Regions from separate parts of the Mus musculus genome. Here regions 1, 3, 4, 5, 6 and 7 are each linked to region 2. The links are chromatin contacts, called in public ChIA-PET, Hi-C and HiChIP or PLAC-seq maps. All regions are on one chromosome and are shown on one strand. Each heading gives the region's core, a stretch centred on a gene start, on an enhancer-like site or on the middle of the called end of the contact. The rest is flanking DNA. Distances are from core to core; before and after follow the strand shown. Region 1 has its middle 38 kb from the start of Gm38326. Region 2 holds the start of Mbnl1 (muscleblind like splicing factor 1). Region 3 overlaps Gm33650 (a long non-coding RNA gene). Region 4 has its middle 38 kb from the start of Gm33650. Region 5 has its middle 12 kb from the start of Gm33650. Region 6 has its middle 42 kb from the start of Gm33650. Region 7 has its middle 74 kb from the start of Gm38326.

Evidence for each region. Hi-C and Micro-C count contacts between places; a contact is called where the count stands out from the background. ChIA-PET counts read pairs in DNA pulled down with a chosen protein or histone mark. HiChIP or PLAC-seq counts read pairs in DNA pulled down with a chosen protein or histone mark.
Region 1: a FOXA1 HiChIP or PLAC-seq map of pancreatic cancer cells shows a contact between it and region 2. The contact joins the enhancer-like site here to the promoter of Mbnl1 in region 2. A contact is called at or near these places in 3 of 484 Hi-C or Micro-C datasets (embryonic fibroblasts, myocytes and pancreatic cancer cells) and 2 of 115 datasets of contacts at active chromatin or transcription factors (bone marrow-derived macrophages and pancreatic cancer cells).
Region 3: a contact with region 2 is called in an H3K27ac HiChIP or PLAC-seq map of the NIH/3T3 cell line, with 2.3 times the contacts expected there. The contact joins the enhancer-like site here to the promoter of Mbnl1 in region 2. A contact is called at or near these places in 2 of 484 Hi-C or Micro-C datasets (both in cortical neurons), 6 of 115 datasets of contacts at active chromatin or transcription factors (the 230-238 cell line, the NIH/3T3 cell line, fetal liver and 2 more) and 2 of 9 other capture datasets (adipose tissue and liver).
Region 4: a Hi-C map of the NIH/3T3 cell line shows a contact between it and region 2, with 4 times the contacts expected there. The contact joins the enhancer-like site here to the promoter of Mbnl1 in region 2. A contact is called at or near these places in 1 of 15 datasets of contacts at CTCF or cohesin (large pre-B cells), 3 of 484 Hi-C or Micro-C datasets (the HL-1 cell line, the NIH/3T3 cell line and Th2 cells), 2 of 115 datasets of contacts at active chromatin or transcription factors (bone marrow-derived macrophages and large pre-B cells) and 1 of 9 other capture datasets (adipose tissue).
Region 5: a contact with region 2 is called in an RNA polymerase II ChIA-PET map of memory CD8 T cells, with 746 read pairs. The contact joins the enhancer-like site here to the promoter of Mbnl1 in region 2. A contact is called at or near these places in 2 of 15 datasets of contacts at CTCF or cohesin (large pre-B cells and pro-B cells), 17 of 484 Hi-C or Micro-C datasets (the AML12 cell line, B cells, CD8 T cells and 11 more), 12 of 115 datasets of contacts at active chromatin or transcription factors (the 230-238 cell line, CD8 T cells, bone marrow-derived macrophages and 7 more) and 2 of 9 other capture datasets (adipose tissue and liver).
Region 6: a FOXA1 HiChIP or PLAC-seq map of pancreatic cancer cells shows a contact between it and region 2. The contact joins the enhancer-like site here to the promoter of Mbnl1 in region 2. A contact is called at or near these places in 3 of 484 Hi-C or Micro-C datasets (embryonic fibroblasts and uterus) and 5 of 115 datasets of contacts at active chromatin or transcription factors (bone marrow-derived macrophages, kidney, pancreatic cancer cells and 2 more).
Region 7: a Hi-C map of adipose-derived mesenchymal stem cells shows a contact between it and region 2, with 3 times the contacts expected there. The contact joins the enhancer-like site here to the promoter of Mbnl1 in region 2. A contact is called at or near these places in 1 of 39 promoter capture datasets (the 3T3-L1 cell line), 1 of 15 datasets of contacts at CTCF or cohesin (the NIH/3T3 cell line), 16 of 484 Hi-C or Micro-C datasets (the 3T3-L1 cell line, 3T3-L1-derived adipocytes, the C2C12 cell line and 8 more) and 3 of 115 datasets of contacts at active chromatin or transcription factors (the NIH/3T3 cell line, bone marrow-derived macrophages and vascular smooth muscle cells).

What each region holds. Positions count from the first base shown.
Region 1 is chr3:60,748,130-60,751,954 of GRCm38.p6, reverse strand. No RefSeq gene overlaps it. Among named protein-coding and RNA genes, the nearest start is that of Gm38326, 38 kb to the left of the region's middle. Within about 2 kb of position 1,369, at least 3 of the 459 cell types and tissues checked have an H3K27ac peak or open chromatin away from gene starts, as enhancers often do. A contact at or near this core is called in pancreatic cancer cells, where this site is marked.
Region 2 is chr3:60,498,731-60,502,504 of GRCm38.p6, reverse strand. It overlaps Mbnl1 (muscleblind like splicing factor 1), which reads right to left and starts at 1,326. Exons shown (of 10, transcript NM_020007.4): 1 at 1,082-1,326.
Region 3 is chr3:60,290,915-60,294,882 of GRCm38.p6, reverse strand. It overlaps Gm33650 (a long non-coding RNA gene), which reads left to right. Exons shown (of 4, transcript XR_375699.2): 4 at 1,357-1,468. Among named protein-coding and RNA genes, the nearest start is that of Gm33650, 17 kb to the left of the region's middle. Within about 2 kb of position 1,707, at least 36 of the 459 cell types and tissues checked have an H3K27ac peak or open chromatin away from gene starts, as enhancers often do. A contact at or near this core is called in the NIH/3T3 cell line, where this site is marked.
Region 4 is chr3:60,344,943-60,348,914 of GRCm38.p6, reverse strand. No RefSeq gene overlaps it. Among named protein-coding and RNA genes, the nearest start is that of Gm33650, 38 kb to the right of the region's middle. Within about 2 kb of position 2,309, at least 56 of the 459 cell types and tissues checked have an H3K27ac peak or open chromatin away from gene starts, as enhancers often do. A contact at or near this core is called in the NIH/3T3 cell line and adipose tissue, where this site is marked.
Region 5 is chr3:60,318,785-60,323,138 of GRCm38.p6, reverse strand. No RefSeq gene overlaps it. Among named protein-coding and RNA genes, the nearest start is that of Gm33650, 12 kb to the right of the region's middle. Within about 2 kb of position 2,753, at least 33 of the 459 cell types and tissues checked have an H3K27ac peak or open chromatin away from gene starts, as enhancers often do. A contact at or near this core is called in CD8 T cells, the G1E-ER4 cell line, Th1 cells and 4 more, where this site is marked.
Region 6 is chr3:60,265,732-60,269,694 of GRCm38.p6, reverse strand. No RefSeq gene overlaps it. Among named protein-coding and RNA genes, the nearest start is that of Gm33650, 42 kb to the left of the region's middle. Within about 2 kb of position 2,149, at least 9 of the 459 cell types and tissues checked have an H3K27ac peak or open chromatin away from gene starts, as enhancers often do. A contact at or near this core is called in pancreatic cancer cells, where this site is marked.
Region 7 is chr3:60,711,777-60,715,981 of GRCm38.p6, reverse strand. No RefSeq gene overlaps it. Among named protein-coding and RNA genes, the nearest start is that of Gm38326, 74 kb to the left of the region's middle. Within about 2 kb of position 2,876, at least 15 of the 459 cell types and tissues checked have an H3K27ac peak or open chromatin away from gene starts, as enhancers often do. A contact at or near this core is called in the C2C12 cell line, the NIH/3T3 cell line, adipose-derived mesenchymal stem cells and 2 more, where this site is marked.

The sequences.
Region 1 (3,825 bases), core at 120-2,619, 250 kb before region 2:
GAAAATCTCTGAATCCAAGAAAGAAACTGAGTCTAAGGAGGGAAGGAAGAAGGGTTGTTAAAAGAACTCTGCCCAGGGAGGATAAGGAAGCTAAGAGCCAGAGGACAGTGTGGCCATAAGGAACAAAGAACCACAAAAAGGAATCCTACTGAAGGGACTTCCATTGCTGTAGAAACCAGAAATACATAGAGAAGCAACAGGACTTCCAGGAGGGAGCTGAGAGAACAGAAGGGCAAGGTTTCAGAGGCTCAGAAGGACTTAAGGAAGCTCTGGGACATAACAGGCAGCTCTTCAGAGGAGAAAAGAAAACTTGCAATGTACAGACCCTGAAGAGCACAAGGAAAGATAGAGCAGTTAGGTCTGAGGGGAAGTGGGTAAAGAAAGGGTAGCAGACTCAGGAGCATGTAGAGAAACTGTGGGACTTAGTAGGCAGTTCCTAGGTGGGAGATAAATGTCATGGAAACAAGAATTCCAAGAATTTTATTGAGACATGAGAGTTATGTATGTCTATATATGCATAGAATTGTATGTCTATATATGCATAACTTCCAGCAGGATGTGCTTTCAGATGAAGTTCCTGTTCAGGTTATTAAGTCTCCTTCTTTTTCACAAGTTTACCCCATTTTTGATTGTTATTTACTATGCATATACAGCAACCTCTATCCTTCAAGCTCACCTTACTTTCTGTATGTTTAGATAGTATATGGGCTTTCTGTCCTAAATTCCTCTAGATGATTCTGAGCATTGCCTCCATATTGGCTGGATTTGTGTGTCAATTTGACACGAGCTAGAGTCTTCAGAGAGGAAGAATTCTCAGTTAAGGAGATGCCTCCATGAGATCCAGTTGTAATGTGTTTCATTAAATAGAGATCAGTCGGGGAGGTGGTGGGTGGTGCCACTCCTGGGCTGGTGGTCCTGGGTTTTAGAAAAAAGTAGGTTAAGCAATTAGTGTGAAGAAAGCTGGTATACAGCACCCTTCCATGGCCTTTGACCCACTCCTGCCTCCAGGATCCTGCCTTGTTTGAGTTCCTGTTCTGATTTCCTTTGATGATAAACACCAATGTGGAAGTATAAGCCAAATAAACCTATTTGTTGCTAACTTGCTTTTTTGTCATAGCAATAGAAATCCTAAACCACCCTCTCAAAAACATGGCTATGTGAATTCTTTCAGCATATCAGTAAATATCAAATATTTTATGCTAAATGATCAATGTCTGACACAAAAGTCTATGTATTTTGTGACTATATAACTTGGAATGTCCAGGGATATTAAAAAGAATGGCAACTTCCCATGCTACACCCAGCTACTCTCAGCTCTGATGGTCTCTCCGACCAATTCTTATCTCATGGAAGCTCTCTGACTCAGAGCTCCAAAATCTCTCCACCCAGCTTACTAAGTTCCCACTGGTGGGTTGCTACCACACCAGCCCCATGCTGCAAAACCCCCATGGCCTTTGTGGTGCACATTGGGCAACTCACCTTTGCTGCCTTACCACTACCTCTGTCTCGAGGCTAGCCCCAGCAGTGACAGATTGCTTTCTTCCCAGTTCCAGTTCACTTGTCTCAGTGCCACCCATACCTTCTGAGCCATAAATCCCCTGTGGTCAGTGATCCCACATTCCAGTAACCCAGTAAAACAAAACTCTAGAAGCTTATAATTAGTCTTACTGATATATCAATAAATTCTCAATACACAAGATGCCCACACAATAAATTAAGGGCCAATAATGGTACAAGTTGCCCATCTAGATTAGACAAGCTACCCCAATTATTCTATACCTATATGATATTATATCTACCTGCAGCTATTTGAAACCATGTGGAATCTGAATCCTATTTGTCCTCCATTTTGTTTCCTTCTTCTTTTCTCCTGTGTTGCTTCCTGTCTCTGCAACTCTTTGCTCTGCCTCCCTTTTCCCTGTCCAATCACAGGCCTCCTGCTGCACTAATATTTAAATTAATTGGACTGAGAAAATCGTGCCACACAGGGAAGGGAATATTTTGGAAATGGGAAGCACATCAGTGGTTGCGTGTATGCCTGAGGAAGCCAGAAAGAACTGGCTTATAAAGGGGCATGAGACTCATTCCTCAATGAGGAATAAATAGTTAAATAGTTTATCTTCATCCAACCCCAAGGCTCAAGATTTGGATCTATGGAAGTGGTGGCAAGAGGTGGGGCATAACTCCAAGGAAACATTGTCTTCCACACATAACAGGGATGGACATGTGAACTCTCAGAGACTATGCCAGCTTGAACAAGACCTGAACAGACTCAAACCAGAAAAGGGCCCAGCACTGAAATGGGGCAAGTGCACATAGGGTCCCACTCCTAATCAAAAAGCTAAATTGATACCAGCTAGCACAGGGAAAATCAGTTTTCTCCAATGGCATGTCACTGGATATATCAATAATAGTCTAGGACAGGTCCAATACCCAGAATCCAAGAATTAGTTGGCCAACACAAAATGATCACTTGCAATTCTGATCTTGAGGCTGGGAGATACAAGTTTCTGACTTGCATTTTGGCCGGAGATATTGAGGTATAGTGGCTGTGAATCCCAGGAGACTAAGACAAGGAGATATCTGAGTTCAAGGTCACCTGGGACAAAGTAAAGTACCAGATCCAGGTGTGGTGGTACACACCTTTAATCTGTGCCACACCTTCTGCTGGAGACCTACATAAGGACATTGAAAGAAGGAAGATTCACTCTTCTTCACCTGCTTGCCTTGTGGGACTGAGCACCTGCTAGATCCTTGGACTTCCATTCACAGCTGCTGCTGACCATTGTTGGGGAGTTGGACTACAGACTATAAATCAAGTATAGAGACTACCCATAAATTCTGTGACTCTAGAGAACCCTGACTAATACAGGACCATAGATAAGAACCCCTCCTCTGCATTTCCCTTAAAGCATACCCAACACCCTACTGACCTGAAGGTCTGGTCACCTGAACCCCAGTCTACTCAGGCCAGAAGACCAGAAAAAGAAACCAATAGAAAAGAATCCAAAACATTCCCTTCTAACAAAGATAAACTCTAAAATCAACACCTAACTCTATAATAACCCCAAACCAAGATGGCTAGAGATCAGTGTAAGCACACAACCAACAACAGCCTTAGTCGGGCTGAGAAAAGAATCAGGGAAACAACATCCTTCAGAATAGCCAGAAATAAAGTAAAATATCATGCTGTAACTCTAAGCAAATAAAAGAACTGTATGACAAGAATTTTGAATTTAAAAAAATCTGAAGATGTCAGAATATAGAAAGATCTCCCATGCTCATGAATTGGTGGGATTAACATAATAAATATGGTCATCTTACCAAAAGCAAAATACAGATTCAACACAATAGCTATCGAAATTCCAACACATTTTTTTAATAGATCATGCGAGGACACTATTTAACTTCATATGTAAAAACATAACAAAACAGGATATGTTGAGCCTGGCTTGGTCCTGGGTGGGACAGGGCATGGCTCCTCCCCTGGGACAGGGACCAGGAGTGAACCTCCACTAGTGTCAATGGCTGCTGTGGGGATAAGGTTTGTTTGTATAATAATGTACATATTTCACATTTCTCTGAGAAATGTCCTATCTGTTAATGTTAATGACTCCATGATAATCTGAGACAGCAGGAGTTCAGGAGGTGAAGGTGTGGCTAATGTCTCAATAAAATGGTAAATGCTGGGACTTTCAGGACAGCCTTAAGGCTTTGCGAAAGATCTCTAAATATGTGAGTTCGAAAATATGTAATTTCTCACTCTTGCCTTCTTGCTCTAGCTCTGTCCTCTCCCTCCTGCTCCTCCTCTCTCCCTATTTCCCT
Region 2 (3,774 bases), core at 77-2,576:
CTCCTTGAATTAATTTGTTTGTGAAATAGCTCAGAGTGTTGCAGACTTTATTAATCACTTGCTATGGTCTGTGCCTGTGCTGGTGGACACAGAAACCTAAAACAGTGGCAATAACCTTCCAGGCTGCTTCTAACTTTGTTTTTAATCCTGGGGATGCATACCGCACATAAACCCATCTTAGCAGCGTAATAGGCTTGTCTCAACACCCATGTAGCTGTAAAATGCTGTGGGCTAGCCAGGAAGGCTTCAGCTCCATTTATACATACATGCATGTGTGTGTGTGTATGTGTGTGTGTGTGTGTGTGTGTGTGTGTGTGTAATTTCTTTAAATCTCACGTTACATCCTCTAAAATCAAAGTATTCTCATATGGCACATTACTAACAACATCAGACTCGGTCTTTTTTTTGGGGGGGCGGGGGGAGGAGTGAGGAAAGGTTTCATATTTCTCTTGTTTTTATTTAAAAAACCAGTCCATATACTGACTACTTATCATGAAAGCTGTTCTACCAGCCTACTGTGGCTCCACCCGGAAAGCTCTATACTTACTTTTCTTACAGTTTTTGAGTGACGCACTACAAAACCACCAGAAAGGGAGGAAAAGCGGCAGCCCTCTCAAGCAGGGCGTCTTCCTCCCTGTAAACTTGGCAAAAAGCACACTGGACTGAAATACAGCACTCTCCATATAAGGCAGCCCAACTAAACATGTCATGCGTAATTTATGGGTGGCAAGCAGAGCATTAACCTCTGCGTGCACATACTTGGCCCACATGAAGCCGGTGCTGGGTGGCAGCCCCGGCAGAGGGATGCGGGCGCGGCCGGGACCCGCGCGACCAGTGGCCGCCCCCCGTCGACCCTGGCAGAGGTCACCGAGTTCACAGCACTCGGCCACGCACCTGCCCCGGCTCACCGGCCACTAGTCCTGTCCCGCGGCGCCCCACGGGGGCCCGCAGGGAGGCGCGGGACAGGGCCGGTAGCCGCAGCGCGCGATCGCGGTGCGGCCCGGGGACCCCCGAGCGCCACCCGAGGCCGCCGCAGCGCCGCCCGCAGCGCAGAACAATGCGCGGCCGCCCCGCCACTCACCTCTCACGTGGCCGTGCAGGCTGCCCGCCGGGGCCCCGACTGCCCGGGGCATTGTGGGATCGCGACTCCGGGATGCCCGCCACGGGAAAGGGAACTGGCCGGGTCCGGGTCACGGGAGCATGGCGAGCGCCCCGACTCGACGGGCTGCGGCGAGAGACTGTGGCATGTCGCCGTGCAGCCTCTTATCGCCGCGCGCCGGTTTCCGCCGCTGCGCGGCCCCTCCCCCGCGCCAGCCCCGCCAGGAAGGCGCGCGGACGCGCAGAGCTCCCACGCGCAGCCCCGGCCCCCGCCCGCCCGCCCGCTCGCTCGCCCGGGCCCGCGCCGCTCACCGCCGCTCCAGCTCCCGGGGCTCCGCGCCCAGCCCGCGAGGCCCGCAAGGTTAGACGGAAGGTTAGAGTTAGCTGCCCGGCCTGCAGCAGCAGAAGCAGCGCATCGCCTGGAACCTGGAAGGCGAAGGGCGGGAAAGAAGCTTGCACGGGTGTTGGTGGGTATCTTTCTCAGCACTCACAGTTTTGGAGTTCTGCGAGAAAACTGATCGTCACCCAAACACAAACCCAGGCCACCTTCCTGTCCTATCGGCAAATAAAACTTGCAGTTTAAAGGCTCCCTTACTTCCAACTCTGCAGTGTGGTGTACAGAAAGCAAGCAGGGCTCCCTCTTTTAAAATAAAATAACATCTTAGGCGCTGCAGAGGTACTCCCACGCAAACAAGCCCTGGGCAACTGCCCGCCTGAGCAAATGAAACACCAGCTCCTAGTTCATTAGCTGCTGTCCTGTAACTTGGCTTTGAAAGAAAAGAATTCTGGGCTTCTGAGAAGAGATAAAGTTTGAAGATCTGCGGACGGGATTTCCAGTGAATTTCAAGGAATTCTGATAACTTCGTCAGGGATGATTTTTAACTATAAAAACGTTTGTTTCATGGTTTGAACATGAGTTGAGGTGAGTGAATGCAAACTGGATTTCTCCCTCCCTGTTTCTGTTGAGTGGGTCAGGCACACTCTCCTAGGCGGAGTAAATAAATAAATAAATAAATAAAGTACTCCACTAGTTTGCAGAGGTACTAGTAACAGATCTTGATCCTCTGCTGGTCCATGAAACACGGACTTGCTGCTTACTGATCCCTTCCTGAAATAATTAATTAATTAACTAGTACCACTTCTCAGTGTTAATTATTAAAAGTTCCCAAGTCCCCAACAATGGAAACAAAGTAGAATGACAGTAGCATTTTCTCAGAGAACAGAGACAGGGAGTTTCTAACTGACAATTAGTAACCACCAGCGCCTGAGGACTTTCTCAGCATTCATTCCAGCAACTGGATGGAATGTGAGCTATGGCAGAAGTAGTTAAGTATAGGTAGGATGGAGGTAAGTGCAGGAGGATGGAGTACACGGATTGTACTTTTTGGAGCAGCATGGTAGAAAAGAGCACCAGCCAGCTGGTGCTAAGATGGTAGGCAAATATCCAAAATGCCCTTGAGAAAAGGAGGGAAGGCTCCCTGGAGGAACTTATGCAAGCAGCGCCTTGAAGGATGTGCAGAAGTTGCTAAGATAAAAAGAGAGTTGCCTGGATAGGCTAGCTGGCTAGGGAGATGACTCCTGCGTAAAGAAGCTGGAGCTCAGGTCTGAGAACCTGAGTTCAAATTCCGAACATCTAGGCAAGTGTCTGTAACCACAGTGCTGGGATCAGGTAGAGAATGGGAGATATTCACAGCCCATTAGCCAGTTAACTCTGAATTCCAGACTCAATGAGAGACACTCAAAAAAGTAAGTAATAAGATGGAAGGTAAATTTCAGAAGACACCTAATGTGGACCCCTGGCTTCCACGTGCACACAATCATAGGCACAGGGAGTGTGGCACAAGTGGGCCCTGGGACGGTGGAGCAAAGTGCAGAGCACGTGCAAGAAGCCTATCTGTTTCAATGCCCTGTAGAATCAATACAGTCATCTGTTTCCTTTCTTTAAAAGGAGATTAACTTGTCGGCAGAGAAGGAAGCCAGGAACTTCAACGTTATTCAGCAAACTATGAACTAGTTCGCAGGACCAGGGCGATAGGGTGGAGTCTGGACTTGCACTCTAGAAAGATCTTTGGCAAATGCTTAGAGGGTTACTGAGAATGTATTCAGGGATGTTGGCAAAGGAAGGGTAAATGGGTGTAGACCCACTGGAAAACTGACTCATGCAGGGATGGAGGAAGGGATGGGCCTTGGGAAACTCCCAAGGCTAGCTTAGCCTACAGGATTGTTTCTAGCCTTTCCTTGTTTTCAGTTGCTTTCCATTTTCTATCAAAGAGCTCTGGCTTCCTGAAAGCATAGGCTACCTTTGCACCTGCTGCTGTGTGAGCTAGCTTCCTTGCCTACTGCCTAGACCTAATCCTGTTTGAAGGATTAATTTACAGTTGCACTCAGACCCACTCAGAGTTAGAGACTTGTTGGGTTTTTTGGTTTTGGGTTTTTTGGGGGGAGGGGGTTGTTTTTGGTTTTTTTCCCCCCATTTGCTAGAAAATTTGCCCTTTGCAATTGAACGCAGTAAAAAACAGAACTTTGAACCTCCGTGTAGTACAAGAGGGGAAACTATCAACTCTAACACTGCAGGGTGACTAACTGCTAGAAACAAAAGAAAAATCGAAACAAACTCAAATTTTCTGCTCCATCAAATAGAACAAAAAAGGAATACAAGAAAGGCACCTGAATGTT
Region 3 (3,968 bases), core at 458-2,957, 210 kb after region 2:
ACCAATTGAGGAGTTTCTCAATGAAAATTACTTTCTGTCTGCTGTAATCAGTTCAATGGACCAACAATGTTCTAGTAGCTTCTAGTCTCCTCCTTGTTATTTAAATTCATAATTTCTCATACTCCCCCTTTCTTTCCTTCTTCACAGCAATGTTTCTATCTTTTCTTTAGTAAATGACCATTTCTACACATATTTAAAGAGCTAGAATGAAACTTTGAAACCTCCTTTGTATTATATATTTGCTTCTGCTGTGAGGTTCAGTAACAGGAAGAAAATTTCAACCAAGCAATTATCTATGAGTTCCTCCAAGAGCCCTAAGTGCTTTTCACAGCCCTTTTTTGTTATGTGCTGCATTCCTATTGCTTATGTTGTCCTCTCAGGGAGAAGCTCACAAATATCGGCATGGGCAGAAGGGCACCACGTGGGCTGTATTTTTCTGTATTTATCCAAGCTCAGTGCCTCAATGTCTGTGACAAGAATAGAATGCAGACCAGCAGGAGGACTCATATTTTTAATGCCTTTTCGAAGTCTGCCAGTTCTTGAATTTGTGGTAATTTTGACATAGTCTTATTCTTATTGTGCAAGCCCAGTTCTTTGAACACAAAGTGCATGTCTTTACTCTTTGTTAGGTGTTGTAAACTACGCCTTGCATAAGAGCAGAATCTCAGGTTTCCCACTTAGTTGATCCACTTAGTAGAGCGTAAGAGAAAAAAAGATGTCAAGGCTTATGAAAGTTAGTTCACCTTCAGGATGCCAATCACCCAAACTTGATCATGTTCTTTCAGCTAAGAGTGCTTGGATTCCAGAAAAATGGTTATAATTTATGATTATAAATAATATAAATTATGATTCCAAATTATCATTATATAGATGCTCAAGATCATTGGAATTAATGACTACATGCACATGTCTATTTTTTAGAAATAACTTGACATAACCATCTATCTTATGGATACTCAGTTTTTGTAAATGACTCTCCTCTAAGAATATAAAATATGCACCATAAAGCTATTAGTATCTCAAATTCTCTCTTATAACCTCACATGCATCTATGGCATGAGAGACTGTATGGGGGAAGGGGAGAACTAGACAGAGGGCAGGAACATGAAAGGAGGTCCAAATATGAGCAAAAATGGCATTCATCAAAATGTCATAAAGAAATTTTTACGTGTACTCTTATAATGCTAATGTAATATAAGCTGCTACTAATGGTACATTTGTATTTTGATGATGTATTTAAACAATGGTTTAAAGGTAATAAGTATAGGTTTTCTATGTAACTAACTACATGTAGCAAGATTCTAGTTTTTACAAGGTTTCTTATTTCCTGATCTTTCCCCCTCCTTTGTGTTGCAGATTTTTATGCCCAAGAAACAGAAACACAGAGAAGTAGAGTTTCCTTTGGATTGTTCTGGAAGAAGGAACCCAGGACTCTGAAGCAGGATCGCTCATGAGGAGTTCATTAAATATTAACAGCATTGGAAATATATTGCAGAACTTTAAAAAAAGTAGAGGGTTGCAGAAAGTCCTTGATTTTAAGGAAACATGAAAAATAAAACCTATGTAATATTAATGAAACATCCTCCAGTCTCCTCTCTCTGATATACCAGAACCTGCCAAAGAAACGATGAATACATTGCCTCCTACAAACAGGGTTTTAATGGTTCCCAGCAGAGCCACACACACAGTGCATTATTCTAGCCCTAATCATGATGGCGTGACTCAGGCCATAGCCTCTTCATTTCCACATTTTTACCTGAGGTTCACAGCCACACCATGTTTCAAGAATTAGTCAGCAAACAGTGATTAGTCATTGCTATTACTTTTATTTTATTCTCCCAAATAGATGTATTGAAATCATAATTTCCAGGACCTCAGAATATAACCTTGTTGGAAAATAGAGTGATTGTATATGCAGTTAGTTGGGATGAGGTCACAATAGGATAAGGTGGGACTTTCATCCAATTGATTGCTGTTTCTACAAAGACACAAACATACAAGGAAATGACATATGAGAACTGAGATTGATACAAGAACTGTTGGCTCAGGGAGAGGATGAATTGGAGTTTAGTTCTACAATCAAAGATACTTGGACGTCTGAAGCAAGAGGTACATACGTCTGAGGTTATCCTGAGCTATACCCTGGGACACCTTAATAAGATAATGTCCCTATATATATGCATGAATTAATGCTTACACATACGAATATGTAAACCAAGCAGAAAGAAATATGGAGTAGCTTATCCCTCAGAAGCCTCTACAGAATCCAATCTTACCCACACCTTGGGCACCTAAGCTACAGAAATTCAAGGAAATAAATTTCTAGCTTTTGAAATCACACATTTTGGGGTATTGTGTTTAATCAGTCCTAGGAAATGAATGTACCCAGCATCTCCAATCCTTGACGCCCACTCATTCTCTTAAGGAACTACTAGGTACCTTTGTGCCTATGTTATCCTCTCAGCCTACCTTTTCCACTCTAGTCATTACCATGGCAACCATCTGCTCACAGATGCAACCTGGCAGCACTGTTCCTCATCCACAGTGGATGTCTATAGCACTTTCCCTCTGCTCTCACAGAGGGTTGCTGTCTACTGCTGAGACTGTACAGCTGTACCCATACATGAGCAAATTAAAGCAGCGCAGAGCTTAGCACCCAAAGAAAAGCTGGTAGAACTCAAGCTGAGGACACTTACTGCTCTGTCATGTTGCCTAAATGGATAATTTCCCCCCAGAAGTACAGGGAATGGAGGCTGCCAGGAGTGTTCTTTTTTTAATTCTCTTAATTATTTACATTCCAAATGTTGCTCCTCCTCCTGATCCTGCCTCCCAAACTTCTTCACCCCATGCCCCTCCCATTTGGCTTTGAGAGGGTGATCCTACCCACCTCAGCCCCTCCCCCATCTCACCCTCTTCCCACCATCTCCCTTCCCTGGTGCATCAAGTCTTTACAGGATTTGGTGCATCTTCTCCCATTTAGGCCAGGCAAGGTAATACTCTGCTATATACATGCTGCAGGCCAGGGACCAGCCCATGTATGCTCTTTGGTTGGTTGCTTAGTCTCTGCGAACTCTGAGGGATCTGGGCTGGTTGATATTGTTGTTCTCCCTATGGGATTACCATCCCTTTCAGCTCCTTCAATTTTTCCCCCAACTCTTCCGTAGGGACCTTCAGCCTCAGTCTAATGGTTGGCTGTTAAATGTTTACATTCATCACAATCAGTTGCAGGTAGATCCTCTCAGAAGACAGACATGCTAAGTTCCCATCTGCTAGCACAACATGGCATCAGTAATAGTGTCAGTGTTTTGTGCCTGCACATGTGATGGATCCCAAGTTGGGCTGGTCACTGGATAACATTTTCTTCAGTATCTGCTCCATTTTTGTTCCTGCATTTCCTATAGAAATGCAGGGTCAGAATTTTCAAAGATGTGTGTGCCCCATCTTACCACTGGGGGCCCTGTCTCTTAGAGGTGGTCTCTTCATTCTCCATCCCCCCCCCCCCACTGTTGGATATTTTGGCTAATGTCATCCCTATTGAGTCCTTGGAGCCTCTAATATCCCAGGTTTCTGGGTCTTTCTAGAGGTTCCCCCTACACACACCTGCAGCTGCATATTTTCATTCATTCTTCTGACCCTCTGATCTTCTCTACAGGAGTGCTTTAAGTTGACTTTTCTTACCATCTCTTGGTTGTTTGTTTGTGTTGTTGTCTCTTCTCTTCTCTTCTCTTCTCTTCTCTTCTCTTCTCTTCTCTTCTCTTCTCTATTCTCCTTTTCCCTCTTTCATTAATTCCTCAAATCTTCTAATTCTGTAAGCTCTAGTTTCATGTGTTGCTTCAGAAGTGCAGAATAAGTAAGCTAAAGCAATCACCACATACTGGCTTCCCAGTCTTTGGATCTCTGCTGAGCAAATTTCACTTTATAGTTAGTTAGTTTGTGTGTTTGAATCATCTGACAATTTAAGGTATTGT
Region 4 (3,972 bases), core at 1,060-3,559, 150 kb after region 2:
GATTGGTTTTGACTAAATTTGAGGAATATGATTGAAATGAGCGTCATTCCTATGAGATCAGTTTGTGCTCTCTGAGCTCTTCTACTAATGCAATTATAAAGCACACACATTTGTTTGGCCTTGTATGTATAAATTACCATAATAATTCTGATACATATCCACTGTGGTATGTGTATTAACACTTTGACATTTCTATTGTTAAGGAAATCTGTGTTCTAAGAAAATATTGTACTTTATTGATGCACTGTTGATGAGTATGTGAAATTCATCTAGGTTCAGGGTATTCTAATGAAGCTGCCAGGGACATGTTATGCATCTTTGATTGAATGTATGTTTTCAAATTTCTTAGGTAAATATAAAAGGGAGATGTACTACTAACAATATTTGCTGAAATTATTTTCAAATTTACTAGGTCACTTCATGTTGCTCTGAGAGGTATGGAGCGATTCTGAATGTGCTACACTCTCCCTGGTTCTTGAATGTGGAAGATGTTTGAAAGGTTGAGCCATTCCAGTACAATTTTACTGGGTGTCATTGCAGCATTCAACACACACTAACAGAAATTATTACGTATCTTTGCCTTTTCATATATACTCTTTTTACCATTCATACATCTTTCTCTTATGAAAAGTGCATATCCCTGACTGTTTTGCCTGTTGTAGTGTCTCTTTTCCTCCTATTGGGTTGCTTTGTCCAGCTTAATATGATGGTTTTTTTTCCTTGTATTATTATGTCTTGTGTTGTCAAGTTTCATTTTGTCTTTTGGAAGCCTACTCTCTTCAGAAGGGAGACAGAGGGGGAGAGAGTCTTGGAGAGAAGAGAGAAGAGGGAGGGAGCTAAGAGAGTGGGAATATATCAACTGTGGTCAATATATATTGAATGAGAAAAATAAACCTACTTGAAAGAAAAAGAGAAAAGGATGAGTAAGAGACTCATCCTCCACTTGATATACAAGTTCTTTTAAAAAAAATTTGAAGACAATTTTTTGGGTACAGTATAGCTTTTAAAAGGTACTTTAGAGAACTGTTACTCTTTTTATAAAATAATTATATTTATTGTTGTGCAAGTGCAAAGTTTCTAAGACCCTGACCTTTGCTTAATTCTGGAACGAGGGTCACAGAGTCGCCTGCACCCCACCCCCCACTCCATGACTCCACTGCAACTGCTGCACTTTCCCACTTCTCTGTGCACATGTTCCTGTTCACCTTATATAAACTGCTCTCCTGGCTTAATGTCTCTGACACTCAGGGGTAGCCATTTTGTGTCTTGGATAAATAAATTTCTCTAGGGAGACCTTGCTTTGTGTTTGACTCTCTTGTAACTTTGTCTTATTTAGGGTCTCCATGGCAGTGAAAAGACACCACAACCCTGGCAATTCTTATAAAAGAAAATATTTAATGATGGCTGGATTACAGTTTTATAGGTTTATTCCATTATCATGGGGCCAGGAAGCATGTCAGCATGCAGGCAGACATGGGGCTAGAGGAGCTGAGAGTTCTACATCTTGATCCACAGGCAGCAGAAGGGGACTGTCCCACTGGGCGTGGCTTGAGCATATAGAAAACCTCATAGGCTGTCTCCACAATGACACATTTCCTTCAACAAGGCCATGCCTACTTCCACAGACCCACACTTCCTAATAATGTTACTCTCTATGGGCCTCTGGGGGCCAATAGGATTCAAACTACCACATTCTTACTCTCCTGAAATGCTTGGGTACCCAATCATTTGTTATTTGCATATATGTGTGAACATGCATATACCACACCCTCATGTAGAGGTTAGAGGATAACTTGGTGGAGTTAGTTCTCTTTTTTCACTATGTGGACACTAGGAATATACCTCAGTTCATCTGGCTTGAGGGCAAGTCTATCTGTTGAGTCACCTTTCATGCTCCGGAATACTATGGTTTAAATTAAATACAACATTAATTAAATTTGCTGAGTTTATTCTGTTCCCTTCTAGTGATTTGTAAACTTTGAGCTTACATTTACCTCTATGTTGGATAGTAGATCCCTCCAGATTGAAACATTCCATCTGCCACGGAAACACCTTAAGCCAGAAGAAGTAAACAACTCAAAATAGCTTCAGGAAGTCTCCCAAACTCATCAGATTCTCTATTTCTCTGGGTCCCCAAGATTATATAAACAACAACAAAACAAAAGACCACTGACAGTCACTATTAGACAAACCAAGTATCAAAAAAGATTCTGAGATCAGAGCAGCTGCCTGGAAGAAGCAGAGACATTAGGAGCTTCCTGGAAGAGGTTTAGACCAAATGAGTCACCTGGAAAGAATGCAGTCCAGCATGTTGAAGTGCTTTCAGGCTTTGCAGTGTGTTCCAGGTCCACAGATTTTGTGAACTGGCACTCATGCTAGAATGGGCTTTGTTGATACAGTTGTCTTTGAGTTCTTTCTGATCCTGTAAGTAACTACTCTACCATATTCTTGTAAGCAACCCAAATAAAACAAATTGGTTGACCAAGTTGGACTTTGGTAGTATCCTTACTTTTGTTTGTCTAGGACTCCCTATCTGGAATAATTAGATGTGTATGTGGGGTGTGTGTGTGTGTGTGTGTGTGTGTGTTGCACCTCCCTAGAAAAAGTCTTATCATACAACACTCTGCTTAATTTATGTTACATTCATTAAAATTACATTATGTAAATATGTACAAACATATATACTTACACACATATATGCACATATGTGTGACTGTGCATATATATGTAGATGATAAAGATTTGAGCCCTTTTCCCACATGGCACCTTATTTAAACATTAACTGACCATCAACATATGCTTTCTGTTTGGAAGTTTTATAGTTGTACAGCATTCTTTTACAACAATAAGACTAGTGTTATTTTAAATACATTTGCTTATTTAATTATTACCTCTTTATGTGATGAGCCTTTGGTGGCTACTGCCATTGATCTCTGCGTGAAAACTCTTTTCACCTGACTAGAGCTCCTATGTTCATGTTAGATATTGTCTGCTGTTCCCCTGGAAGTATACCCCACTCCCCCCTCTTACAATGAAGCAGTGCAAGGCAAAGCAAAGCTGTGCAAAGGACTCTCCCTAATACACCTTTGCAAATGTGAGCTTTATCCTTATGTCTTTGGGATTCAATTATCTCAAAGGAAAAAAAAAAGGTGGATGAAGAAGAGGAGGTAGAAAATAAAGAGGAATAATGGCATAGAATAAAATTAACAATATTTCGGTTTTATCTGAAATAGTATTTGAAACATGGTTGTGCTGTTTGTATATTAGAAAATTATCCTTAGGGCATGGGAGGCCTTAGAGTCATAATTATTATAGATAAGCAGGGCATTAATGCTTTATAGCAATGATGGTTAATGCTAATAATATTAACTGGACAAAACTTAGAATCAATTGAGAGCATCCTGAGGATGCCTGTAAGGGATTCTCTTCAGTACATTAATTAACTCCCACAGGGGATCTTGACCTGTACATAAGTGGAGAAGGTTCATGGACTACTTGAAAGTGGAGAATGCTAGTTGAACACTACCATGAATGCATTCCTTAATCTTTGCTTCTCACTAGAGTCATAATGTGATAAGCTCCCTCAAACACATTCCACTGTGACCTTTCTTGGATGAGGGACTGAACTTGGAAATGTGAGCTAAGTAAGCTCTTTCTTTTCCTTTCTTTCTTTCTTTCTTTCTTTCTTTCTTTCTTTCTTTCTTTTTTTTTTCATTATACTTTCTTTTTCCCCCAACTAAATCACTTAGGAGTCCTTAGAGAAATGATCAAAAACTACAACTCTAGACAAACAAGGCTGAAAAAAGCATTTTTCACACTGCATAATGAAACCAACCCTACAGGAAACATAATAATAATAACGTTCATGGTTGGGTCTAGTTTTAGAGATATAAAAATCCTTCATACAAATTTTATAACCTAAAGGAAAGAAGGAGTAAAAAGCCAAAGACAGAATCCCAAACGCCTTCAGGG
Region 5 (4,354 bases), core at 1,504-4,003, 180 kb after region 2:
AGGTTCTTGGGGCTTCCTGGCCAGCTAGCCTAGTCTGTTTGGTGATTTCCAGCACAGTGAGAGTCTCTGACTACAGGCTTTTAAAAATGTAGTGAGCACTTGGGCAAAGATACCAAAAGTTGTCCTCTGGTCTCCATGTACACATACATGTATGCCCATCTTAAAAACACATGTCTCCAGGGCCACCAGAAAAACACATGCACATATCCATACACACAGAGAATTTATTAAGATTTCAAAAGCATTGTTTAATTAAAAATGTAGAGTAAGATTTTCTTTATAATTTCTTGATGAGTATTGGAAGGTCAATTGAATTTTGCTGTTTTTCTTGTATATAATACAGGGTACTACACACACACACACACACACACACACACACACACACACACACACACACACACACACATAGGCATAGGAGGAAGAAAGAGAGAAGAGAAAAGGGAAAGAGAAATATCACGTGAGAGGAGAGCACACACGACAGGGTACCATTTTTAATTTATTTATTTTTATTCTTTAATTCTTTTTTACAGTCCATACTTCATCCCCTTCCCACTGTACCCTGACCATTCCCCATCATATAACTCCCCCCTCCCCCTGTCTCATTTTTAATCTGTCTATTTATTTTAAAATTTTTCATGCATAAAGGATAAATGTAAATGAAATAACCATGCAAAATGTACTCAAATATCATTTAATGTGGATTTTTCCCTAACAACAGAGTCTATATATCCCCTCTCTCACCTTCCCACGTTTCCAAGGATCTCCAGCCTCTATTATGTATACTTGCAAGGTCAGTTTATTGCAAATATATTGCCCAGTATATTTCAAGCTTTAGAAATATATAATGGCCACAAGCTATCATTAAAATAAGTTTCATAAAAATCATTAGCAATTGAACCAATAGAAATGGTAGAACAGTGAAGAGAATCAGGTGTGGGGACAGGAGTTTTAAAGAATTATTTGCACATGAAAGTATATAATGGGTTAAGATAGGTGTTTATAGAAGTTGATTTCATGGTATGTTTTAGCAGATTGGGAATCATGATTAAATACTTCCTCCAGAGAGGAGAGAAAACAGAGCCAAGGGTCAATGATAAAGGCTGCCTCTTATACCCAAGCTTGTAAATCTTGCTTTTCAATTCTCATTCTCTTTAGGGTGCTTGCTTCCTTGAGCATGTGGGACCTTTCTTAGAACCTGTTATTGCCCACAATTCAGTTAGTTACAATTAGATGCATAAAATGAAGAAAGACATATAACATTCTAACTACACATAGTGTTGGGAAGTTTTCAAGGAGAAAGGGCACAGACCCTTGTATCTATTCCTCATAGGTTCTGTATACCAGCTGGGCAAAACTTTTGCAGACTGGCTTGCTGTGCTTGCTCTTATCTGGACAGCAGGGCTATCTCATATGCAGTGATATCCCCCTCGGATTTATCTTTCCCCAGTGTTACCAATCCTACTATTTTCACCGCAGCATTTATTTTAAGCCTTATATTTTCTTTAACAGAATACAATGTAACATTTATACAATAATATAAATTTCCCAGTGATTTATACAAAATTACTCTCTTTGCTATGAATTTAATCACATTTGCAATTATAAACTAAGTTGGGTTAACTATTAGATTATATTTTATTGTATCTTTATAATCTTGGTTTTATTCTGAAAATAATATTCCAATCAAAATTATTTCTTCTAGCTCTTAAATGAGATTGTGGCCCCAATTTCATGTTGATTTATTTCTGTGCCTCCTTCTACATCAAATGAATTAATCACCCCGCCCTCCAGTTAGGAAGCAAAATAATATTTAACTAGAGAGATTATTGCGAAATAATTTATCTGATAATGACTTTCATTGGCAAGTTAACGAGAGACACATTTGTAAGGAATTAAGGGTTTCAAGCTGAATAGACTTAAAAATAAGTTCAATGTATTTGTTTACATGAAATAGCCAATATTAAGGTAATGAGAAATATACATCCTTCTTAGGATGTATATATAAAGGACATTCTGGATTTGATTGCACTGTTATAAGAGACTAAACAGTGCTCATAATAGAAAGTACCACCACCTTTATATTTCCTTTATTTTCCTAGGAAATTAATATTTACTCCACTCCACCATGTCCCACACCTATCTGTGTAGAGAAGATAAGCTCATGTTATCCAGTGTCTGAACTGAGGACAAGGCTAACTATCAGTAGGACTGATGGGAACTGATTGCAACTATTGCTCCTGGGATACTGTCAAAGAGGGTGTGGGGCCTTGAGAAAGTTCAGCTACTGAAACATGACCTGTAGGAATTCGAGGAGATGAGGGGGAGAAATTTAACAGAAGAATTATCACTGTACTCTCAACAGCCATTTCTGAGACTACCACACCCTAGAGAGGTCTAAGAGGTGATGAGTCACATGACACAAAGGTAAAAAAATATCTCTCAGACTGCTTATGCTGCTACCACCACCAATACCACCTATGTTGTTGTGGTCTGGATATAGCCATTCAAACATTCAGTGGATCATTTCTTGCCTTTTCTGGACTCTGCAAGAAGGTACACTCAGTACCTTGTGTTGAGGGATCACCACTCCTTGTGGTGGTTTGAGTAGGTTTGGTCCCCATAGGTTCATGTTTTGAATGCCTGGCTCACAGGGAGTGACACTATTAGGAAGTGTGGCATAGCTGGAGTAAGTGTGGCCTTGTTGGAGGAAGTACATCTCTATGGGTGTTGGCTTTGAGGTTTCCTATGCTCTAGTTCCACCCAGTGCAGAAGAGAGCCTCCTCCTGGCTGCCTGTGGAAGACATTCTCCTCCAGAGTGTCTTCAGATCAAGATGCAGAATTCTCCTCCACTCCTCTAGCACCATATTTACCTTCCTGCTGCCTTGCTTCCTGCCTGATAATGGACTAGACTTCTGAAACTGTAAGCTATCCCCAATTCAATGTTTGCCTATTTAAGAGTAGCCTTGGTCATTGTGTCTTCACAGAAATGGAAATTCTAATGACGATACCTTTAAACCTGATACTGGAGAGGGCAGCTGTGCCTCATGTGGGGTGACAGTGAGAAGTCTCTTGCTCTGGAGGAGCTAGGTGGTGACCCTCCCTGATTACTCTCCTGGGGAAAATCCTAGTCAATTGTAAGCAATGTGTGCACAGACATCAAAAGACAGGGAGAAGAACTCTCAAAAGAGGAGCAAGGGAAGCTAACTTTCCCATGTATGTACATACGCAAGGGGAAAAGTGCTTGTCCAAGTTAAGGATGTTCAGGGCCACTTATGGCTTTCAGTAAGGATAAACATGGGAACAATATCAGTGTCCCCAAGCATCCTTGATACTGTCATCTTTGAGAGAAGATCACTGAGGTCAAAGCCACATATCAAAGGTCACTGTTATTGAGTTTGAATGCTAACTGATTTTTAAAATGTGGCATTTGTATACTCATTACTTGGCAATGTTAGTATATAGGTGTGTGGTAGATTCTTTAATGCTTTGAGACTATAAACAGGTCTCTCCAATGGCGATCAATATAACATGAAAAAAGTTACATGCTAGTTTTCTGTAGGTTAATTTGTCACTGTTTATCACTTGCTACTGGTACATTTCGAAGATCAACAAATTGTTGACCTTTAATTAAACTATAGCAAGGAAGGTACTACTGCAAAAACCAGCACATGCTAAACAGCACTGCTTCACTTGTTGTTCTGTTGATTATACCTATAATATTTTTGGAAGAAACCTTTGTATTAAACTTGAAGTAATTTGCTTAGAGTCACTAGGTTAGAAATGACACAATTTCTCTGCTCAAATTTATTTTACTAGATCTTTGAAATGTCTCTATTACTAATAAGTGAGTGGCATTGCTCTCTCTGTCTCTCTGTCTCTGTCTCTGTCTCTGTGTCTCTCTGACTTGCAAACATAAATTGAGTGGCTAACAATATTAACTTCGATTCTGCACAGGCTCCAGACATCTGGCCACTTTCCCTGCCAGAGGAAAGGGGTCCACCCAGCCCAGGAGCGCTTTGCCTGAGCATCAGCAGCAGACATCTTGGTTCCAGGACCCCGCCGAGTGTATTCTGCACAGGTGAGAGTACTGAATACAGAAGCTAAAAGCTTCTGGGACAGGTGGGAGCCACAGAGCTTCTAAGGCAGCCCCCTTTTCGGGCCCCAGACAGCTGGCCATTTCCCAGCCAGAGGATAGGGGTCCATCCGGTGCAGGAGCGCTTTGCCTGAGCATCGGCAGCAGACGTCTTGGTCCTGGGACCCAGCCTAGAGTATTCTGCACAGGCCCCAGACATCTGGCCACTTTCCTGGCTAGAGGATAGGGGTCTGCCCGGGCCTGGAACGCTAGGCCTGAGCA
Region 6 (3,963 bases), core at 900-3,399, 230 kb after region 2:
GATGGCTTTTTTTTTCTTTTTTAAAATATTTTTTCTTAGGTATTTTCCTCATTTACATTTCAAATGCTATCCCAAAAGTCCCCCATACCCTCCCTCCCCCTACTCCCCTACCCACCCACTCCCACTTTTTGGCCCTGGCATTCCCCTGTACTGGGGCATATAAAGTTTGCATGTCCAATGGGCCTCTCTTTCTAGTGATGGCCAGCTAGGCCATCTTTTGATACATATGCAGCTAGAGTCAAGAGCTCTGGGGGATACTGGTTAGTTCATATTGTTGTTCCACCTATAGGGTTGCAGATCCCTTTAGCTCCTTGGGTACTTTCTCTAGCTCCTCCATTGGGGGCCCTGTGATCCATCCAATAGCTGACTGTGAGCATCCACTTCAGTGTTTGCTAGGCCCCGGCATAGTCTCACAAGAGACAGCTCTATCTGGGTCCTTTCAGCAAAATCCTGCTAGTGTACTGGGCATATATCCAGAAGATGTTCCAACTAGTAAGTAAGATACATGCTCCACTATGTTCATAGCAGCCTTATTTATAATAGCCAGAAGCTGGAAAGAACCCAGATGCCCCTCAACAGAGGAATGGATACAAAAAATGTGGAACATTTACACAATGGAGTAGTACTCAGCTACTAAAAAGAATGAATTTATGAAATTCCCAGGCAAATGGTTGGACCTGGAGAACATCATTCTGAGTGAGATAAATCACACTCAGATGATCCTGAGTCCCAATCACAAAAGAATTCAAATGATATGTACTCACTGATAAGTGGATATTAGCCCAGAAACTTAGAATATCCAAGATATAAGATACAGTTTTCGAAACACATGAAACTCAAGAAGAATGAAGACCAAAGTGTGGACACTTTGCCCCTTCTTAGAATTGGGAACAAAACACCCATGGAAGGAGTTACAGAGACAAAGTTTGGAGCTGAGACAAAAGGATGGACCATCTAGAGACTGCCATATCCAGGGATCCATCCCATAATCAGCCTCCAAATGCTGACACCATTGCATACACTAGCAAGATTTTGCTCAAATGATGGCTTTTAAGAGACAGCCAGAAGGGTAATTTTAAAAGAGGAAGGTAGTGTCAAAAGGTTTGAAAAGACAGAACCATTAGGTGATTCAGGGCTTAACTAACAAACTAGTATATTGGTGGGTGAATGCAGGAATTCCAACCCTGAATGGGATAGGATCATAACTTTCCTGAAGGGACATAGGTTATTTTTCTTCCCTTCTTTCAGGAAGGAGGGATGGGTCAGTGCACAACAGTTAAGTTTGGCCCCAGGGTTCTGTTTGCTATGAGTCTAGGATAGTGGAATGAGAATGTATTAGTCTGTTTAAGTGAACCTTATTTCTTTACCATTTTCTGCTCTTCAAACATGCCTTTTCACTGCACACAGTTTTCAAGAAGTTATCTTTTCTTTTTTTAATGAATTCTTTTCTGCACATAGAATGAACATACTAGGGTAGAACCCCTTTTTAAGATATCCCATTGAGAGTCATTGCCTCAGATTATTTCAGTAGAACAGAGAGAACAATAAAGATTTTTTTTTTTCTGAATGGCTGAAGGTGGGGATTTTTAAACATGGAGACCACTGAACTATAGGGGAAAGAAGTCATCAGGATGAGAAAAGGCATAAGCAGACCAATGAGAGAGGCAGGATCCAGGCTGAGACTGAAAGGATATTTTCTCACCTCCAGTTGGACTTTGGTTTCTTTCACTAACCATTCCCCACCCTTTAGGATTGCTGACACATTCCAGTAATATCTCCAGCAAATAACCTTTTCTCCCTTTCTTTTATTTTGCTTAAACTAGCTAGAGTCCTTTTGTTGTGGAGTTAAAATTGCTCTAAATTATACCTGAATTGAGACATTCACTCTGCAAAAAAAATTCAGAAATCAATGACAAAAAGTGAACATTGATTGAGGTTTTTTCAACTAAGGTTTGGCAGCTGAAGGTCAAGGAGTAGAAGAAAATGTCCTGAAAAAGCAAGTGAAGTGATAGGTAAATAGACTTGTAGTCAAGATTTAGTAATATAAACACAAAAGTGAAATGTTTTTACCTAAGAGGAGAAGGGTGGAATAAGTTGACAATGGCCAAAGTGGAAAAAGGAATTTCAAGTATGGGGTGTGGATAAGTACTTAATATTGTTAAAGGTTCACCAGCATTGGGGTGGTTCAAAGGCTCTTGACTTAGGCAAATAAATGAAGACTGTGCACTTTGCTTAGGTGTAAAGGGTTTCTGCAAAGAGAGAAGAATGCTGCCTAAAATCAGAGATAAATAATGAATGAGAGAAGCCTGCCCTTAAGGAAAGGAGACAGTAATTAGAAGAAGTTGCTTCATTAGTATGACAGATATTTTAGCCTACTTGATGTGACATGTGAGACAAAGCTGTGTGGTAAAGTTGACACAGTGCCTGCCTGTAGTTTACAGTCTAGTGAGTGGGGAGGCTTACAAGGGAAGCTTTTAAGACATACAACTAAAAACACACACACACACACACACACACACAAGTACTCTACAGTTATTTTGGCTTTATAATGACCTATCAAAGTTTATAAACACACACATGCACAAAGACACACACACCTAAACACAAACACACACACCTATATATATACACACACACACACACACACTACATATAGTCTAAGATAAATTTTGAATTTCAAAGGCAAATAAATTGTTTATAACTTCTTTTCTCGCCAACTTCCCATACAATTCCAATCCACAAGCAGACTGTTCTGCCGAGAGACCAATAGCTTGAGAAGTAGTTCCTTCTCTTCCCTGAGAAATGAGTAATGTGAGGAATGAACAGCCTTAAGTACCACTAACTAGAGAGTGCCGCACTGAGGACTGTTGAAGCAGACAGCAGCATCCAGAGGAATCATACCAGAAATATTAGTTCACTCTTTTTACTTTCTTAATAACAATAAAAAACTATATGTATAACTATATGTATGCTTTCTCTTCACTATAGATCTTTTATTTCAAAGTAGTTATGTAAAGCTCTTTATAAATGAGAAATTTTTGTGTTTTTAATGGCACACTCCTAAGTCTCTTCTTTTTTCCAACAATGGGAAGGTAAAAGAATAAAATTCTACAGTTGGGAGGCTCCTGTTTATGAATTACTCATATTATATTTACAGATATTGAAAAGGACTGCTATGAATTACTACTTTATTGCCTAGCTAGTGTTTCTACATTTAGTAACATTAAAAGTTAATAGTGTCCAAAGACCACTGAAACACTGATATAATTTCTCTAATGTTAGTGTGGGGTAAATACAGAAACTCAGGATACCCAAGATATAAGATATAATTTGCTAAACACATTAAAATCAAGAGAATGAAGACCAAAGTGTGGACACTTTGCCCCTTCTTAGAATAGGAAACAAAACACCCATGGAAGGAGTTACAGAGACAAAATTTGGAAGTGTGACGAAAGGATGGACCATCTAGTGATTGCCATATCCAGAGATCCATCCCCTGATCAGCTTCCAAATGCTGACACCATTGTATACACTAGCAAGATTTTGCTGAAAGGACACAGATATAGCTGTCTCTTGTGAGACTATGCCAGGGCCTAGCAAACACAGAAGTGGATGCTCACAGTCAGCTATTGAATGGACCACAGGGCCCCCAATGGAGGAACTAGAGAAAGCACCCAAGGAACTAAAGGGAACTGCAACCCTATAGGTGGAACAACAATATGAACTAAGCAGTACCCCGGAGCTCTTGTCTCTAGCTGCATATGTATCAAAAGATGGCCTAGTCAGGCATCACTGCAAAGAGAGGCCCACTGGACTTGCAAACTTTATATGCTCCAGTACAGGGGAACACCAGGGCCAAAAAGGGGGAGTGGGTGGGTAGGGGAGTGGGGGTGGGTGGGTATGGGGGACTTTTGGTATAGCATTGGAAATGTAAATGAGCTAAATACCTAATAAAAAATGGAA
Region 7 (4,205 bases), core at 1,627-4,126, 210 kb before region 2:
TTATTTGAGGGCAAGCACAGCTGGCTACAGTTAGAAAGATAGTCTCCCTTCAATGAATCCACACATGGAGCTAAATATCCACTCTTTGCCTCTCACCTTCATAATCAGGAAGTAACAAGAATGATTATAAGTTAACCCCTGTGGTTTCCATTCCTGGTAAAGAGACCTATTCTCCATGATGGTGGAAGTCACCTATGGATAGAAAGTGAGCCATTCCTTGGTATAATTAAATTATATTGGTGAAACCTTTATATCTGTCATGACAGATGGGAGAAAGTGGTTTCAAGCAGTAGCAAATGCTCTTCTGATGGCTTACAGTGACAATCTGCTGTTTTATGGGGGTGATACGTTAGGAATAGCAGACCCTTAGGAGCTTTGGGCTTCAATCCTGAAAGAAGAAAAAGAATCCTGACAAGAACTACCAAGTTGAAAGAGAATTTCTCTGAGTCTAAAGTGAAACTGAAGTCTCCACTCATAGAAACTGCACAAGTAACACAAAGAAGAATAGTTAGATATAAGATTTCTATATGATTAAAACAACCACCTAATGAAGGCACTGCTAAGAATTTTGTGAGGTAGCATGTGCCTAACCTAGGCAACCTAGATATCACCTTATACAAAAGCATCTCTTCAAAATTAAATCCAAAGGCTAAACTGGGAACAAAATGTCTAAACTGAAATTTGATCCTTGGTGTCCAGTGAATGGATAAATTAGAGAATACCATCCCCCAAGGAGAGTAATTATAATCACACAGCTGAAAAATCTCCCTGCTCCCTGGATCATGGCAATGCATTTTACAAGTTGAACACCCTGCCATAATGTGGCTTCAAGTGTCAATCAGTCCCCTGGGATGATAATTACAGGCATCAATAAAGTCTGGAATTTCTGTTTGATTTTGAGTCATAATTCTCATTGAAAGAGAGTAGTCTGGAATTTTCTGGAAGCCAAGATATTTCTTGTACGGGCTACTGGTACTAAGGCTATTTAGATATTTGTGATTTCAAAGGAAGTAAGAATATATTTCACAAGCATAGCATATATTATACTTTCACTTCCCCTCCTAACATGAAATATTCAGCAAATAGTGAGATACAATTTTCTGGAAAAGTGTTTGCCAGATGTTTTCTTGAGGGGCAATACTCCATCAGTCAACAGTATTGGTAGTGTTCTGATGGTTCTGCATGGGTTGGTTTGACATTATTCTCAAAATATGCCTAACAAAAGCTAAAAAGTAAATAATTTGTAAGTGCCAGCTCAAACACTATATTAAAACTTTCCTCTCTAATTAGGGACTATTTTAATTTGTTTTTTTATAGTACATTCATGTTTTTAAAATATAAGAACTTTAAAAGATGATAACAAGATAAAAATCCCAAATCAACAGAGACCTCTCTCTGATCTGAAACTACACTGCCACCCCATGTCTGTACTGTAGAAAATGTTTAAACAGATTATATAATTTATTTCCTAATCTAAATCTGTTATTATGGCCATTAAGTAGGAAGGAAAAAGTCCAATGCATAGATTTTTCCAAATTTATGATGCTGATAATCTCTGAAGTTAGAATTCGTATATGACCCAGCTGTACAGTGCCTATCCATGCTGAATACTGCAGAGCCTAAGTACGCAACAAAACTGAGACAACACAGGGCATTTATTTATTTTGTAGTTAGCTAGATTTCTAAAAATAAATAATACAGTCATGGGGTTTAAAATGGTAAGTTTTACTCCATCACCAAAGTAATATTGTCGTGGTTAGTATTGTCAGCTTAATAGAACTGAGGCTCATCTGGGAAGTGGACCTCTGAGCATGCCTGAGCAGTTACCTTGATTGCATGAATTGAGTAGGCAATACCCACCACTATGGGCAGCACCATTCCCTAGGCAGGGCATCCTAGACTATACAAGTAGAGAAAGTGAAGTGAAGTGATCAGCACACTTATATTTGTGGTCTGTTCCTGACTGTGAATGTGGTGTGCCCACCTTCAGCCTTCCCCTGCCTTGACTTCCTGCCATGTTAGACTATCACTTTGGATTGTAAGCTAAAATAAACCCTTTCTCTTTCATCTTGCTTTTTTCAGAGTAATTTTTGTAGCAACAAGAAAACAAATAACATAATATTTTTCCAAAATAAGATATACCATTATATTTTTTTAAATTTCTGCAAAAATTATGTATTTGTATACAGATATATTTTTGAAAGTTTTTTTTTACACAACTGAACATTTAAACACTGCTTTCAGTCTTTGTATATTTGTTAAGCAATATATTCTTGGACATAATTCCATATTAATGCAACAATCTAAATTTACCTCTATTTGGATATTTTCAATTTACTACTAGGAAAAACTGTCTTTTTCTCAGAAGTACCAAGACTTCCTTTCTCAAGTTATCAATATCATAAGAGGAAAAAAGCGTTCTCTTTCCCCCATAGTTTGGTGTAAAACTTTAATTTTACAGACAGAAGCAGTAAGACAAAGCAAGCCAGAAACCAACTAAAACACTGATAATTTTCAAATTAAAACTCTATTGGGGGTTAGAACTGTAATTTCCCATTTCCAATTGTTTTGTGAACATTATTCATCTCTAACCCTTCACAATAAATGCTTCAAATTGCAAAATTTTCAATTAATTAACGGAGTTGTACGTGATTAAAAACCTTCACTGCTATCTCTTCTACAGCAACTTTTTGTCATATTCAGCATAAAACAATAAGGAAATCTTCAATTCACATCATATTTCTTCTATTCAGTACGTGTCTATCTGTATACACATATAAAATTCCACATCCAATAATTTGAATAACCAGAGCCCTACGTGGTCAAATTTGGTTTCCTCTTCCTTTTTCTGATTCTTATTCATATTACTCATATGGCTGGAATGTTTGGATTGTGAACTTAAATCAGTTGGTTAAATTTATAATGTGACCTCTCATGACCGTCATCTCTCAAAAATGTTCTTGTTCTTGCCTAGCTCAGTTTTTATTCTCTGTTACTACCCCACAGTTTTTTCTCCTTGTCTATTTTAGAATCCCAGGAACCAAGAAAAGTTTAAAAAATTATTACCCGGAGCTCTTGACTCTAGCTGCATATGTATCAAAAGATGGTCTAGTCGGCCATCACTGAAAAGAGAGGCCCATTGGACTTGCAAACTTTATATGCCCCAGTACAGGGGAACGCCAGGGCCAAAAAGGGGGAGTGGGTGGGTAGGGGAGTGGGGGTGGGTGGGTATGGGGGACTTTTGGTATAGCATTGGAAATGTAAAGGAGCTAAATACCTAATAAAAAATGGAAAAAATATTTTTCATAAAAGGTATCCACAAAGACTGATAAGGCTTCTTACTCCTCATTCCCTAGAGGTTTCTACCAACTTATGAGCCAATATTTGCATTTTTAAGAAAAAATAGTATTATATGCTTTTCCCAACATGTTTAGGACATTGAATGAAGGTTCTATTTTCAGTCCAATGGTTACATAACATAGCTAGAATATGTTTAGGCTTTTCTTCAATAACATGTTAACCCTTCTATTATAAGATGAAGTTTTAAGTTCTAAAAACATCACCATCTTGTCCCCTTTTAGGCCAAAGACAAAATTATAAATACTATTCATTAGGCAATGATGGAGGGATAAAGAAATGAGGTAATTAATAGTGATGAAGAATCTTTAATGGCACCAAGGAAGAGTTAGGATTTGAAGTCAGAGGCCTGTGATTTGGACAAGACTTTACATCATGCCCTTCAGACTTTCGAAAAGACATTTAAATTTTCAGAGTAGTAGAACCTATCCCACCAGTTTTTTGTTTGGTTGTTTTATTGTTTTTGTTTTTTAGAACCACAAAAACCACCTGGAGTGATGTGCATATGTAATTCTGCCAACTCCAGAGACTGAGATGGGTGAATCACTTGAGACCAAGAGGTAGAGACTATCCTTGATAATACAATGTGATGCATCTAAACAATTAAATGGAATTGGTTAAAAACAATTACTTTAAAACTCACTTGTGTTAGTTTACTTACCCATTTGTGAGTTCATGAACATTTGAGGATTGTGGAGGAAAAATCTCAAGCACTAAGAGGCAGTAGCACCAGGGGCTTTAGTGAACAGTGCTCAACAGGTTGCACTGAAAGTGAAGCCCTTCTCAGCCATCATTCCAGACCACAACTGGTCAGAAAGAGAGAAAATTAACCCCATCCTTAAGTGGAT